Regions from separate parts of the Mus musculus genome. Here region 1 is linked to region 2. A link is a contact called in public HiChIP or PLAC-seq data. All regions are on one chromosome and are shown on one strand. Each heading gives the region's core, a stretch centred on a gene start, on an enhancer-like site or on the middle of the called end of the contact. The rest is flanking DNA. Distances are from core to core; before and after follow the strand shown.

Evidence for each region. HiChIP or PLAC-seq counts read pairs in DNA pulled down with a chosen protein or histone mark.
Region 1: a contact with region 2 is called in an H3K4me3 HiChIP or PLAC-seq map of embryonic basal ganglia, with 8 times the contacts expected there. The contact joins two enhancer-like sites. A contact is called at or near these places in 2 of 484 Hi-C or Micro-C datasets (embryonic fibroblasts and nephron progenitors) and 2 of 115 datasets of contacts at active chromatin or transcription factors (SST interneurons and embryonic basal ganglia).

Annotation. Positions count from the first base shown.
Region 1 is chr2:38,607,814-38,611,375 of GRCm38.p6, forward strand. All of the region lies in intron 6 of Psmb7 (proteasome (prosome, macropain) subunit, beta type 7), which reads right to left. Among named protein-coding and RNA genes, the nearest start is that of Psmb7, 34 kb to the right of the region's middle. Within about 2 kb of position 1,393, at least 36 of the 459 cell types and tissues checked have an H3K27ac peak or open chromatin away from gene starts, as enhancers often do. A contact at or near this core is called in embryonic basal ganglia, where this site is marked.
Region 2 is chr2:37,907,207-37,910,950 of GRCm38.p6, forward strand. The region is part of intron 13 of Dennd1a (DENN/MADD domain containing 1A); the gene reads right to left. Among named protein-coding and RNA genes, the nearest start is that of Crb2, 130 kb to the left of the region's middle. Within about 2 kb of position 1,720, at least 47 of the 459 cell types and tissues checked have an H3K27ac peak or open chromatin away from gene starts, as enhancers often do. A contact at or near this core is called in embryonic basal ganglia, where this site is marked.

The DNA of each region.
Region 1 (3,562 bases), core at 143-2,642, 700 kb after region 2:
TCCAGCAAAACAACTCCAAAGTCAGACTGGTAAAAGTTCATATTCTGACCTCATTGCTGTAGCCATGTGTGTAACCTCACACAGGTTACTGATTTTCTTACAGCTGGTTTTCCTTCCCTCACAGGGTAGATTACAAAACACTGACCTCCAGTAAACGGCTCAAACTACAGCCACCTCATTCACTATCCTCCCCCAAAAGCAACACTTCCATGACAGACTTGTGCTATACTCAGGTCTACCACACAGGACTCTCTGTGAGCTTTCATATGGGAAGGAAGGCTCTTACCTCTCTACACCATAAACTACTGTCTAGTGTGAGATCCTCTTAGTGGCTGCTATGTGACATTTTCAACCTACTACTAACCAGAAGACATTCACCATGTTTTAGAAAGCCAATTTTGTATACACTGTCATAGAAGGCGTTTTATTGCCTACATCTAATCCTCTCAGCGAACTACCGGTAGGTCTCTGAAACTTAGCTTGCAGACATGCATTGGGAGCCATGATGTAAGTGCAGTAAAAACAGACCAACAGCCTAGTCTAGTCCTCCAGCACCTAAGCCACAACCATACTGAACTTATGTTCATTTCCCTCTGGGACCATCCTAATGATAAACGCAACAGATTTTTTTGAATTAAATAATGCAGATTTCTGCCACTACTGTCCCTCTGCACAGAAGATATGAAGTCTGCAGCTTTGCTTCTGTTACACACACACACACTCACACACACACACACACACACACACTCACACACACACACACACACACACACTCACACACACACACACACACTCACACACATACACACACACACACACACACACACACACACACAATCACTTCTAAGATTTGCTGTCAGAGCAGCATATTGATATCAAGTCTTCCATTATTTAAATGGATCTATAGCTGCCCACAATGACAGATTAATCCTGTTTCTTCAGGAGCTAGGTGTTTGGCATCACGTTTGTGAGATAACCACAAGCCTTTAGGGCGATAGCTGCTCACATCTTTAGCAATCTGCAAGGGCTTCTCTAGAGGCCAGCACTGGTCGAGAAATGAAATATGACTCCATAAATCAGCTGGCTGAAGTGGCACTTGTATGCATCACCATCTATCTTCCTACTTTCCCTCTGAAGGGGACAGGGTAAGAGCTCATCACTCGCTCCTGCAACCAGAGAAAGGGCCATCACAGTGGGCACTGACAAAGCACGTGCTACTTAAAACTGAAGCCACACTAAGACTGGGGGAAGGATCCCGCTGGTGTTAGCATGCCTCAGGCAGTGGTAGAAGCTTCAGCAAGTCATCTTCAAAAGGCAGAGAGCCAGAGCTCTAGAAACCTGCAAAAATTGGCTAAGCCTGCAGTCTTCATTGCTTTAAGTTGAGCATCTTCAAAGTCTAGAATTCTAACTGTAGGGCACGCAGCTGCCACTGCAGATCTGATCCTCTCAGCTTTTGGCAGCTCTCAACTTGAGATTCTAGCAAAAGAATTTTTCAAGTTGCTATTATTGCCTGTCATAGATTTATAAATATTGTGCACTATCTGCTGTGGCATGGCTCTCATGGGACGTCAGAGCATGCCAAACGCATAACAGAATGAAAACAGTTTCTATTCTTCAAATAAATGCTAATTTTTAAACTGTGCTCACAATGTGTTTGGTGACCAGCTCCAACGGCACAGAATACGTATTGGGGGGGGGGGGGGCGACTGTCTTCTCCAGCAGCATTCAGCTGCTGCTTTCATTAAGCTTGTTTAATTAGATTCCAGATGCTAATTTGCAAGTCGATACCAGAGGGTGCAGGACAGTTTGCCTTTGAATCCACTCCCTGTGATGTCAGGGTCCTGCCGCACACCGCTAGCCTTCGGCGGCCTTCGCACAGTATTCTGACAATTAGTGCAAAGAGGGGACAGTATTGATCTTGACAGACTAAATATTAATCTTCTACCCATTTTAATGAATTGTAATCTTCAAGAGTTGAAATTTCTCACCGGGTCAAATGAAAACATTCCTTCTTATAGAGAAAGGGACTAGAAGGAGAGGTGCCCTAAGTTAACCGTCCAAGAGCTTCATTCTTTCTCACCCCAAGGCCAAGTCTGCACTTCTTGGACTAACATAATATTTCCAGGTACTTTAGTCACATTCCTTAAAACTGAATGGAAAATGATCTGAAAAGCCACAGTATGATTAACACTAGAGCCCCCATCCAGCTATCCGTGGATAACAATCACTATCAGGTTTCTTACATAAGCGTTCGCTGGCTAGCTACTTGTTTCTCTGAAACTCAATGAAGGCAAGCCCAAGGCTCAGACGACCTACAATAGATAGCAGAGGCCCATCTCAGGGTGCTTAAAAGTCCCTGCTGGGTTGACAGCAGCTTTTCTGGACTGTTCCTTCTCAATGAGCACTTGCTTGCCCTGTGCCCCATCTTCTGCCCCAGAGTACTTAATGGCATGTCTCTAGCACTGTAGAGAAGCGTGCTGCCAGCCTTCCTGTTGTCTCAAAAGTACATTCTGAACTTTCCAGACAGAAAGGAAAGAAAGTCCCTTTGGGTCGTCAGGTGGTTTTTGATGACTCAGATTTAGCTTTAGCTCATGGTCCTCCTGCCTTGACAAACAAGTACTACTGAGAGCTGGAAGCTGAAGAACAGAGTTTCTCCTGTCATCTCTTGCACTCAAGGTGCTCCCAGTCCTTGACAAGTGGGAAAGATGCCCCTAAAAACAGCCACCAAACATGGAGAACAAGAGGTTAAGATGGAGCACAGAGACATACATTGATAAGAAATCCCTGAGGGCCATTGGTGGACAACAAAAATCAGAAATCAACAGCAAGTAAGAAAATGAACAGACAAGATAGCTGAAGTGACCTCTGTCCCCAGTGTTCTTCTGTCCCCAGTACTCAACTGGGTTTATGTTAAGCTGATACTTTTTTATAAATAGCACACACTCACTTTCTGGCATCTTAGAGAACATTAGAACAAGCACATAATACCCAGGATTTCTTGATGCTAACTACGTAACTACATCTAGACAGCAAATCGAAGACAAAATAAGAGGCCATGGGAAAGCTCAAGAACACGCTGAGTTTAAGGGACACTGGAGGCAAAGAAATGTCAACGTTTTGATTTAATGACAGCTACCTGTGATCACAATGCTAAGACTCATTGACTGTGACTACTCCAGTGCATTTTATACATGTAAACTCTTATCAATTTACTGTTAAAATAAAGAATGTTTTAGAGAAAAGTAATAGCCTAGGTGGTACATGGACAAGGCAGAAAAATAGCGCAATACACAAATGACAAATTCAAGACCTGAGACTGAATGGAGTTTCCGCAGTAAACTTTCCTTGTTGTTTTTTGGTTTTTTGTTTTGTTTTGTTTTCTGAAACCGATTTCTCTGCATAGCCCTGGCTATCCTGGAACTCACTCTGTAGATCCACCTGCCTCTACCTCCCAGTTATGGCGTGCACCATAACTGCCTGGCAAAACTTCTTAGAGTGCATTTTAAATAGGACAACATGAAAACAGCTTTACTGATGTTTTTTATTTAATTGACATACTTAA
Region 2 (3,744 bases), core at 470-2,969:
AAGAACTGATTTGATGACCACCACTGGCTGTGTCAAGACTGCTCACAGCAATGCAACAGAAACCTCTGTACATTTCTCTGTCCCTCTTCCATTCAATAAAACTAGTTTGAATCAATGCCTCGGACTGGTTAAAGTGTACTATTAAGAATTAAAGAAAGGACCTTGTTGCTAGTGTTCTTATCTCGATGAGAACAGGCCAGTTTGTTCACCTTCCACCCTTTATTATACAAACATTTTTTAAAAAAGCAGAAAATAAAGAAAAAAATTCAATATGATTCTCCTGCCCTAATGTAGGTCAAGCCTTCCCTATCCCCTGGAATGGCTAAAAGAGATATAGGCCCTACTGCCTACATGCCACCCTGAGCTTTGGGGGAAGCACACTGTAGGTTCAAATTAACTTTACAAATACCCCAGGAATAGGAAGAAAAGCTTACACTGGCTACCACGCTTCCTGGAACACTGACAGGCAAGTTTTCAAATGCATATGGAATATTCACTTTCAAGTAAACTCATGGAAGGCAGCCTTGTGGTAAAAGGGCTTTAGTGTCTAACTTGGCTCTGATACCCACACTATAATCATTATGAGCTAGAATAAAAATCTACTTTAAAAAAAAAAAGATCAAGAGAGGGCCACATTGACACTTTGGTGCTTAAAATTTTCCTTCAATAGGGTTCCTTGGCTCTTGTGGGGACTGAGGCAGGGAAATCACAGTTTGAAGTCAACCTGACTATAGTACTGAGATTTTTTTTTTTAAGATTTATTTATTTATTATATGTAAGTACACTGTAGTTGTCTTCAGACACACCAGAAGAGGGAGTCAGATTTCGTTATGGATGGTTGTGAGCCACCATGTGGTTGCTGAGATTTGAACTCAGGACCTTCGGAAGAGCAGTCGGGTGCTTTTACCTGTTGAGCCATCTCACCAGCCCCCCAGTATTGAGATCTTATCTCAAACAAAAACAAAAGAAATAAACAGAAACAGGCCACCTAAGCCTGATCTCTTTACTGGGAGACAGTGTGTCAGTAGAAAGGGCACAGGCTTAGGATCAATCAGGTTAGTGCCTAGTTAAGTCATACATGCCCAGGCTACAAAGGTTCACAATAAATATCTGTGCTTCTGTTTCCTCACTAGTCATGGTTCTGAAATACTGGCTCCCTTATCTTCACCCCATGAACAATGTCCTGGTGAACTAAGTGATCCATGGGAAATACCCAGCTCACTGCCTGACACGCTAGAAGGTACCGAAACCACCAGCGTCCCCTCCCCCAAGCTGGTTCTCCCCAGTCCTGCTGAGGGTAAAGCCAGAAGTTCTTACTACACAATTCACAGGGTCCTCATGGCAGGAGGCCACAGGAATGGTACAGCTGGATTTAAAAAGATGACTAAATTATCCAACAATGGCAAATACATATAATAAACCTATCCCATGAGTGTTTTATTTGGTTTCAAGGCCCTGCTGAGCCCACATCCTGCTATCCCCTTAAACCTGGGGTCTGCAAGGCTTCTCACACAGGGAAAATTGGTGGTGCCCTCTCTCCCACTCAGACTTGCTTCTTGTGCCCTCTGCCCAAGGATGGCAATGTCACAAGGGCAAGGGAGCTGCACAATGCCCAGAGATTTATGAAAATACGCATGAGAAAGAGGGAGTGCTGTGTGGAGCGTGTCATGTGGGCAGGCCTGGTGCATGGGAGCAATTAGAGCCAGTTTGCAACAACTCAGTGCTGCTCTATTCAATTGCTTAAAGAATTGCCATGGCAACAGCAGCCACACATAGTAAAGTGGCAGCAAGATGGAGCAAACACTTGAAAAAGACTCTCTCGTTAACCCTCCTCCCTTCCCCAAAACGAATAAAGGGCCATTTTGCTTCTCTGAAATGGCCTTCCAATCAATGTCCACACTTTATACCAAAGTGGGTGACCAATGCCCATCCTCATTTTTGCCTTCTTGCTTTTATTTTATTTTAGGTATTAACGATGATAGCAGCCTTTTAATGAGCTCCTACTATGTCCTGGGCCCTGGGCTGGTGAAAATATCATTTAATGATTCCACCAGCTGGCATTACTGTGTGTAACTGTATCTGCACTGGGGACAATCAAAGTCCTGGATACCATCCCTGAAGGCTAGAGAGATGGAGTCACAGCACAGTTGCTTGAGAGGGTCAGCTTTAGTTGAGCCTTAAACCAGCATCTCACAAGCCCAGTTGTGTGCTAGGGACACAGATGACTAGGAAGTTCTTCCCCTCAGAAAGATCATCCAGTGGAGGAAACAGGCAAGATGTCCATGAGGAGGATACCACCTCCCATCAGCTGATGGGTAATCTGTTAGCTCTGTAGCCATACAAGTGATAGCACAAGGAACTGAGTGCTTAGACTGAGTTCCAGCAACATGCCCTGTGCTTTGTGGAGCATTTTACAATCCTGTCAAGAGCACCTCTCAAGACCATAGAAGGCAGTGCTTATTCATGGGTGGACTAAGATGTGGAATCAAACCTCACACAACTGTGACTTGCCTGAATCCAAGTCACCCTGATAACACACTTGTAGTGTTTACTCTGTTGTAGCTTCTGGCAGAAGGGTTGCAGTTTAGGTACATAGCTTATTCCTGGAACAGGACATTTGAAGCCAAGAGGCCCTTTGTGATCATAAAATTAGCCACAAAAAGGGCCAGTGAAAACCTGAGTGGCTGTTGCCGAAGCGCTCTGAGCAAAGGGCTCTCTGTTCCCCTTGTCCCCTCAGTGTGTGAGACAGGTTCAGGGGCCATTCTGGTGTGCTCCACATAACTGACATCATAGTGAATAGTGACTGGTCTCTCAGGCTAGAAGTCTGAGCTCTTCTGAGGTGACCACAGTTAAGTCATGAGACTCCATGAATGAGGAAACTCTTCATTCAGTCAGCTCTTTGTTCTTGAAGAAGCAGCAAGATAAAGGTGGGGACTAGAAGATGCAGTGAGGGAAAAGGAGAATGAAGGATCCACAGGCATTATGTGGGTGGAGTCACGCAACCATAATGGGCTGCCTTGGCACTGACTGACTGGTGTCTGTCTGAAGAAGGCTGCTCATGTCAACCTTGTCATGGGGCCTCTGACATAGCTACACATAGTAGGCATTCAAAAATGGTATTTGGATAAATAGACAAACCCCTCAAAAATATGCTTGAAACACAAAGAAAGGAGTCCAAATCTGTTTCAGTTTTGCCTGTGGGCTTGATGGCCTGGCTTGCTGTGGGGATAAAGTCAGTATGCACCTAGACATAAAGGTTGAAGGTCCACAGCGAATACAAACAAGCAAAGGCACTGAGGTGTAAGGCAATAAGTAGTGGAAAATACAGGCTAGATGCACCCTGTCTTCAACTGTTTGGAGGCCACCAATCACATGCTCACAATACACTGCTTGACAGATCAAACACATTAAGTGCAGAGTTTTCAATGTGTCACCCATGGGTAAATAGTCAGCCTTCTGAGAGAGGAATGGATGGACCTTCTGTCCTGTTTCTACAAGAAACACCTCAGACTGATGGAGGGCTCAGGCTGAGGTGGGAGTGGGAGTGGCTGTGATAGTTGTTGGCACCTGCTGTGGAAACTGAGGAGCAAAACCAAGTGTGTACCTCCAACATAGTTACCTTGCAAGAGAAAGCTGGTCATTTCAGCCTAAAATTTTGCACAGAGAACTATCCTGTAACTGGGAAAAGGATAAACAACTAACTACCATACAGCTTGTATTGTTTAGCCTCTTAGACACCGGTTT